Regions from separate parts of the Hordeum vulgare genome. Here region 1 is linked to region 2. A link is a contact called in public Hi-C data. All regions are on one chromosome and are shown on one strand. Each heading gives the region's core, a stretch centred on a gene start, on an enhancer-like site or on the middle of the called end of the contact. The rest is flanking DNA. Distances are from core to core; before and after follow the strand shown. Region 1 has its middle 42 kb from the start of LOC123429856. Region 2 overlaps LOC123425699 (myosin-3-like).

Evidence for each region. Hi-C and Micro-C count contacts between places; a contact is called where the count stands out from the background.
Region 1: a contact with region 2 is called in a Hi-C map of leaf, with 6 times the contacts expected there. The contact joins two enhancer-like sites. A contact is called at or near these places in 3 of 6 Hi-C or Micro-C datasets (leaf and seedling).

The regions. Positions count from the first base shown.
Region 1 is chr2H:167,575,742-167,579,810 of MorexV3_pseudomolecules_assembly, forward strand. No RefSeq gene overlaps it. Among protein-coding and RNA genes, the nearest start is that of LOC123429856, 42 kb to the left of the region's middle. Within about 2 kb of position 1,565, at least 3 of the 3 cell types and tissues checked have open chromatin away from gene starts, as enhancers often do. A contact at or near this core is called in leaf, where this site is marked.
Region 2 is chr2H:167,026,705-167,031,048 of MorexV3_pseudomolecules_assembly, forward strand. It overlaps LOC123425699 (myosin-3-like), which reads left to right. Exons shown (of 24, transcript XM_045109411.1): 20 at 1-50; 21 at 176-322; 22 at 405-529; 23 at 819-1,025; 24 at 1,284-2,177. The coding sequence ends at 1,757. Among protein-coding and RNA genes, the nearest start is that of LOC123425699, 13 kb to the left of the region's middle. Within about 2 kb of position 2,412, at least 1 of the 3 cell types and tissues checked has open chromatin away from gene starts, as enhancers often do. A contact at or near this core is called in leaf, where this site is marked.

The DNA of each region.
Region 1 (4,069 bases), core at 315-2,814, 550 kb after region 2:
ATTCAATATGGACAAATCCTACCCATCTAAAACTCCCATGGTGGTTCGATCTCTAGACGTAGAGAAAGATCCATTCAGACCAAGGGATGATGGTGAAGAGATTTTGGGACCCGAGGTTCCATATCTCAGTGTTGTTGGAGCGCTGATGTATCTTGCAAATTGCACAAGACCTGACATTGCATTTGCAGTAAATCTACTTGCTAGACACAACGCAGCTCCCACCAAACGACATTGGTCGGGAGTCAAGAATGTCTTTCGATAGCTCCAAGGCACAAAGGATCTTGGCCTATTTTTTCAATTCCAGGAAAAACTGTACTCTGGTATAATTGGATATACAGATGCTGGATATTTATCTGATCCCCATAATGCTAGATCGCAGACCGGCTTTGTGTTCCTACATGGTGGAACTGCTATATCATGGAAGTCTTCGAAACAGACCCTAGTTGCAACATCTACCAATCATTCTGAAATAATTGCTTTATATGAGGCATCGCGTGAATGCATGTGGCTTCGCAGAATGATAAACCACATACAACAGTCATGTGGAATTGGTTCTATCGAATCACCTACCATTATCTATGAAGATAATGCGGCTTGTGTTGCACAGATGCAAACATGATACATAAAGAGCAATATCACTAAGCATATTGCCCCTAAGTTGTTTTATCCCCATGAACTCCAGAAAAGTGGTGAAATCAACATCTTGCAAGTCAAGTCATGTGATAATCTTGCTGATCTTTTCACAAAGTCTCTACCAGCTTCAACATTCCAGAAATACCTTCATGGAATTGGTATGCGACGGCTCCAAGATTTGCAAGAGTCAGGGGGGGTATCTTCCTGAACTGTTCCTGTTCAAAGCCTCATATTACACTCTTTTTCCCTTTCTGAGTTTACTTTAGAGGTTCTCATCAAGGTTTTTAATGAGGTAATATCAACATAAGATCATATGTCATACTATCTGTTTTCCCCACCGGGGTTTTTAGGAAAGTATATACGACATATTTATTGCCCTCTTATTCTATGGATACATTTCATATAGAGTTGACGGAGGCAATAATCATTATATGCGGTATCATTTTCTTCTTATTTTCCCACAGGGTTTGAAGGAGTTTTAGCTGCATATACTACACCACTCCTTATATTTTTCCCACAGGGTTTTTGGAGGAGACAATTTCAAGATGATGAACACGCTCAAGGACAAGTATAGATTAGGGGGAGTGTTAGAATTTAATTAATTATGTAATTAATTAAGTAATCTCTACTTGTAACCGCACGTGGATCTCTCCCACGATGCGGAACCGACATATCCTTCCTGGAGCGTCGCCTCCAGGAACCGCCTTTCCCCTGACATATAAGTGTTCATCATTAAGGAATAATACAGACAGTTGATTCATTTTACATCTCTCTTGTTTAGATTACAACACGATCGAGCTAATTGAACAGTGATAATGCTTTACGTCCCACGTGGCAATTAAAAAAAAAACTGAGTCGTTATCCAATAGCATCCTCCCGATCTACGGCAGGTGGGGTCCTCCAACTAGCGAGGGGTCCCGCTCAACCCACCGTACGTGCGTGAGATTATCGCCTGCATTATGTGATGTGGTCCGCCCGATCTGCACTGCCGCGTCAACAGCAATCTCGACCGGCGCCAGCAACCGGAGGAGACCACTCCTCTGTTGCGGTTTTCGAGCGGACCGGCTTCGAGGACCCGACCCCGGCTTACTCGTCGCCGGCTGGCTAGCCGCGGGTCACGCCATCGGGGTGTATGGTTCGTGTGGCGTCATGTCCGCCGAGTTTGTCATGCACGCATGATTGATCGCCAGGCCACGCACGCAGGCGTCGTGCATGCTCGCCGGAGCGTTCGTTGCCCGTCGTCTTCGTTATCACGGAAGCGGGAGGAGCTCTGGGTCTGCTAGTCTCTGCCGAGACGATGACACATGATATGCTTACGGGGGTGGTGTGATGGTTCGTCGGTTTCGTGGTATAGCGCATTATTTTGGCCTGGAATCGTGCGTTTCGCTTATCCTCGACCTGGAGTCTGGAGAGCAGCGGGAGGGATGGACGGACGAGCTGCTTGCTTCTCTGCCGACGGGACGCTTTCCTGGAGAGCTAGCTCTTTTGTCTGCTTAACGTGTTGGCGTGTGTACGTTTCCCTTAACATAAAAAGTGATCATGTCTTGCTGCATCAACATACGTTTAGGGATGAGGTTATTTAGCCCGGCCGCTTGCGTCCCGCATCCTGCACTTGCTGGTTCCTCACTCCATGATGCTAATTTTTCCTCCACAAGACTGTCTCTCATGCAGTAACGTTAGCCTTTCCAACTACTCCCCCCGTTCCTAAATATAAGTCTTTTAAGATATTCGATTTGAATAGGAGTCTACATACAAAGCAAAATAAGTAAATCTATACTTTAAAATATATCTATATACATCCGTATGTAGTCTACTAGTAGAATTTCTAAAAAGACTTATATTTAGGAATGGAGGGAGTACTCGATTGTGATGCCACCGCTTTCTAATAAGGAAAAAGAATCAGAAAAGATTGTTGGCTTTTCGTCACAGCATCGATCACATCAAAATATCATAAACACATGCGATAAACATTTTTATCAAGGATCCTTGTTGTGTCTTTATTTTCCTCTTTATTGGTTTTCTCTTTTTCTCTTCATACAAACTTAAAACACTATGCATGTGTATATATGTACACAGCCATAGAAGCAAACACAACTAGAAACGACTCCGACACACTCTTTCTGTTCTAATCAAACTTATCAAAACTAATTAACCGGTAAGTTGTTTAATAAAAACTTGCTAACTAAAACTTTAATATGTTTGGATTATCTACCAATCACTTTGTAATTGAAACATCCAACTCTTTACACGAGAAACATACGCACGATCATCTCTTCATCTCGTTATGACGGTGACCTCGAGTGACGCAACTTACTGGACCACACCTCTCCATTTTTTTAATGATGAACACCACTCATCATCATCCTTTCTTTATGCCGACTTATAGACTGAAATCAACGATAATCCGGACTACCAGCTACGCTGCGACATCTTAGCCTGCTACATGCAGACTAAATGCATAGCCTCATATAGGAACTCGATTTAACTCGTCCGCATCCATCCTCACGTTGATCTTCATCTTCACATCGGTTTCGCGCATACGAGGAGACACATCTCTTCACCCGCCACATATTCTCATTGTCGTCGATGCCACATCTTGCCGAACGACACCCCTGTCCAGCGGCAACACAACTCGTCATATATGTGCAACTCAACTTCATCATATATGAACTCGCCAGAACTCCTTGATCACGAATGAAAACGCAAGGCACAAATTCCTTTCTCCATCCGCTCTCAATCTCCTCCGCGAGTGATGCGTCTCAACTGTAGCACAAGACTCACACACCTGAGCTCTTGAACGCACCTTGCAAGAACTCATGTGCACACCTTGATGATGGCTCATCACTTTCTCGTCTCCTCCTTAATCCCTCCAACGATGATCTTGATGATTTCCTTGGTGTCCGAACTTTGGAACCTCCATAACCATCAACGGCCACCAACGCTTTGTCGATCACAACCCATCGCCCTCCTCCACGTCGTTCCGCCAAACGACAATCACCCGTCACCTCGCTTGTGGCAACACCCTCACCGCCTTCTCATTGTCGCTCTGCCGAACGACTGTTGCCCGATCCTCATCATCGTTGCAGCACTCAACGACTATCACCCGCTCCTCCTCGTCGCTACCCCGACGACTATATCGCCCACTCTTCTCGTCGCTACAACAATGACTGTATCGCCCGCCCCGAGGCGCTAATGGGGTCGCCACCCCGGGGCAAGCACAACCTCACCTCGACCTTACTCCAGATACAAACTATTGGCTTTTTGCCCTCTGGATCGATCACGTCAAAACACACGAATGCACGCACACAAAACTTTAACCAAGGGTATCGTCTCGTACCCTCTAAATGCCTCTCTTTATTTCTCTTTCCTCCTTTTCTTTTCGCACAAACTTAACTAGAAACGACTTGAAAGTGGACTCCTAGAAAAATCCACTTCC
Region 2 (4,344 bases), core at 1,162-3,661:
TCGACGAGAATATCACACACTGAAGAAAGGAGCAACGGCTTTGCAGTCATGTAATATTTTAAACAAATTGCCTTTCTAGGATGTGCAGACTTTGAAATTGAAATAATTCTCCTTGCTCTGTTAATCAACACAATCTTGGTTATTTCATTTACCTTTTTACATTTGCCAATTACAGTTGTAAGAGGTGAAAAGGCAAGATTTAGATTCGATTATCTTTTCAAGAGATGGAGGGCAGCTGTTCTCATACAGAAGTATACTAGGCGTCGACTTGCAGCCACCATGTTTACTGATCAGCTAAAAAATATTGTTGTTCTACAGTCTGGTAATTTTTGAAGGCGTAGTATCACAATATTGCAGTAGATAATTGCGTTCATCTAATCATCTGCTTCCGTATGTTTCTGCAGTGATGCGTGGGTGCCTGGCCAGGAAGAAATTCAAGTGCCTGCAGGAAGAAAAGGAATCTAAAGTCATTAACATCAAAGTTAAAAGGGATGTAAGGAATAACATTTCACAAGCGGGGTTATGCCATGTGAGTTCTAGGTCACGAGATCTCTATATTTTATCCGTTATAAATCTAGCAAGACCCAGGGGTCTGCTGCATACAGCTTTTATGCATCAGTGGATGGGTAATAATTTACTATTGAGTCCAGCACCAGACGGAAACTAATATACTGTGTGCCTAATCATCAATAAAAAGCTACTGAATATGTTTGTTTTGTTATCTAAGATTTCCCTGCACAAGCTTCTATTGTTTCAACTGCCTGATGGCAGAGGTGTCAAAGGTTTGATATTTTTTAATGATTTGCATCCCATGTCAGGAAATGAATGGAGTGTATCCTCGCCAACCAGTTGTCACAGAACTCCAGGGACGTGTTTCAGAAGCTGAGGCTTTATTGCGAGACAAAGAGGAAGAAAATGCGATGCTGAAGCAACAATTGGAACAGTATGAGAACAAATGGTCAGAATATGAGGCCAAAATGAAAGTTATGGAAGAGGCATGGAAGAAACAGCTCTCTTCTCTGCAGGTAAATCATCTATAATATAATCACTTCGTAGCTTGTATTTTTATTTAAGGCACTTGATCAACATCTTCTAAAACATGAAATTCATCTGTTTAGAAATGACAACATATACTACATCAGCATGCCTTGAACTAAAGAATAAATGCATCTAGAGTTTGAATATTTGAATGTTAGAGAAGAGTGGCTCATAAGTCCATGACATTCAGTAGTGGCTTTTTGCATTACCCTTGAGATGACATGATCCTCTTGTTTTCCTTTCAGTTGAGTCTCGTGGCTGCTAAGAAGAGCCTAGCTTCTGATGACATGGTCATCCGAGCAGCTCGGACTGATACCACTCCAACGCATGCTCAATACGACTCTGAAGATACAATGTCCACAGGGACCCATACCCCGGAAGGAACAGAGTTGAAATTCCAAAACCACAACCCTGAACCTAGAGTGGTGACGGGAAACTCAGATAGGCGGATAAATGTAGTGAATCACCTAGCAAAGGAGTTTGAGGACAGGCGGCAGGTGTTTGACGACGACGCTGGCTTCCTTGTCGCCGTGAAATCTGGACAGATCGGTTCGAATATGAATCCGGATGACGAACTCAGGAAGCTGAAGGACCGGTTTGCTACATGGAAGAAAGACTACAAATCTCGGTTGAAGGAGACCAAGGTAAACCTTCAGAAGGTCAGCAGCCATGACGAGAAATCTCGGAAAAGATGGTGGGGGAAGAAGAGCTCCAAGTGAACATGGAAGCTACAAGGTCAGAGCATTTCCTCACATTTTGCGTGCAATTGCATCAAATGAAGAGATCAACAGATGGCAGGAGAGAAGGCGGTTTCGTGATTCTCACTCTCTATCACGATCAAGCCTGGTGAGATGGCGGAGACGGTGGACTCCATCGCTGATACCTGCGCGTCCAGTTTTTTGGGAGTGTCAGAAAGAATTGCAAGAGGCACAGCAAGAGATCTGTACATGTATGTTAGTTCTGAGTTGTCAGTGTATGTATGTGTATGTTGTCGTGTATGTAGAGCGATGAACCGGAAATATGAAAGGGTAATTAAATACAGATTATCCGCCCGAGAGCGAATAGAGATGCAACAGCAGGACTCTAATATGTGTACAGCAAAGAAATCGTTGGAATGTGCAAGGCGTTTGATTCCATTTTTTTCTCCTCCCTTGCCTGAGTTCGGCCCTGAGTATGCCAAGTTTTCTGAGTAACAGCTGCTCGGCATGTGTCACAGCCACTGGCGCTCAAATATCATTTTCCTTTTGAAATTTAGCTAGGAACTGCCTGCTAGTTGTGAGGAAACATTTGGTATCTGGCTGAAACAGACTTGCCCTGCTATCATGTACTGTTATTGCTAGTCCTCGGTGACCGATTTGGGCAGTGGTTTCATCATTCATATTCCCATCGCTCCAAAATAAGTGTCTGCTCCATGCTGCCCTGCTCGTGATTCTTCATCTGGACATTGCACATGAGTTGAGGACACTCTCCCCTGAGGAATGGGACATCCGCTCAAGGCTCAAGCGGAGGGTGATTAGTTTGACGGCTCTCGAAAGGGCTAGGAAGAGCTAGTGTGCGACGCTCTCCCCTGAGAAACGGGACATCCGCTCGAGGCTCAAGCGGAGGGTGATCAGTTTGACGGCTCTGGAGAGGGCTAGGAAGAGCCAGTGTGCGCGGCTGGCAAACCTAAGGCACGGGGATGCAAACACTAAATTCTTCCACCGCCGCATCAATGCTAGAAGAAGGAAGAATCATATCCATGGTATTAAGCACGTGCAGGGATGGGTGACTGAGCACAAGGAAAAAGAGAAGATCATCCATAACCACTTATCTAAGGCAATGGGTCGGGGAATTGGCAACAATAGAGCCTTCAACTGGGAGGAGCTTGGAGTCGAGGCCCGTGATTTGCATGATTTGGGTAACACCATCACGGAAAAGGAGGATTGGACGACCATAAAGGAAATGCCTTCTGATAAGGCGCCCGACCCGGATGGCTTCACGGGAGTTTTCGTCAAGAAGTGTTGGGGCATCATCAACACTCTCTCATGCGGGTGATTCAACGCTTTGATTCCCTTCACACCTTCAATCTTCAATGGATAAACACCGCCAATTTGGTTCTCCTGTCAAAAAAAAGAGGGGACGGAGGGCATCTCTGACTACACGCCTATCTGTCTCATACACGCCATGGCCAAAATCATTGCCAAGGTCCTATCCTTACGGCTTGCTCCCCACATGGATGAGCTGGTCTCCAACACACAAAGTGCTTTCATCAAGAGGCGTAGCATTCACGACAACTTCTTGTGCGTCCGGAACTTTGCGAGGCGGCTACACAAATGCAAGACCCCAACACTTCTATTCAAGTTGGATATCAGAAAGGCCTTCAACTCCAATAAATGGGAATATTTTTTAGATCTCATCCAGCATATGGGATTCTTGGACAAATTCCGGGCATGGATTGTTGCGTTGCTCTCCTCATCCTCGTCTTGCATTCTTCTCAACGGGATCCCCGCCCCCATCAAGCACGGGGCCGGTTTCCGCCAGGGTGACCCAATCTCCCCACTGCTCTTCGTCATCGCAATTGATCCATTTCACAAGATCCTAGATTTGGCAACCAGGAAAGGCCTACTGCACAAGATTCGTGGGCGAGGCCCTGTGGTGCGTACCTCCCTTTATGCGGATGCTGCTGCCGTCTTTATGGCTCATATCAAGACGGACATTGACAACCTTGCTTCCATTTTGAGAGGTTTTGGAGACGTCACTCGCCTCTGCACCAACTTTCAGTAAAGTTCCGTCGTGCCGATCAACTACACTCATCTTAACCTTGGACACATCCTCCAGAGTGTGCCGGCAAACCGTGCCTCTTTTCCGGTGAAATACCTTGGCTTGCCACTCTCTGTTTGGCAACTTAGGAAGGTGGACTTCCATTATCTCGAGGACAAGGCAGCAAACAAGTTGGGCATGTGGGACGGATAAAACATCACTACTATTGGTCGCACAACCCTTGTTAAGTCGGTCATCTCCTCCCAAGCAATTTTCTCGATCACGCTTCTCACGGTGCCGACAGGCACGCTAAACAACCTCAATAAGTTGAAGCGGGCATTTTTGTGGTCCAACGCGAACAAGACAACGAGCGCCAACTGTAAAGTTAATTGGAATTCCTTGTGTCGACCAAAGGAGTACGGGGGTCTAGGGGTTCTCAACACTGAGAAGTTTGCGCGTGCCTTACATCTTTGATGGCTATGGTATGAATGGAAGGCGCCTCACAAGCCTTGGTTGGGTTTTGGCAACCCTTGCACGATGGATGACCTTGAGTTTTTCTACGCATGC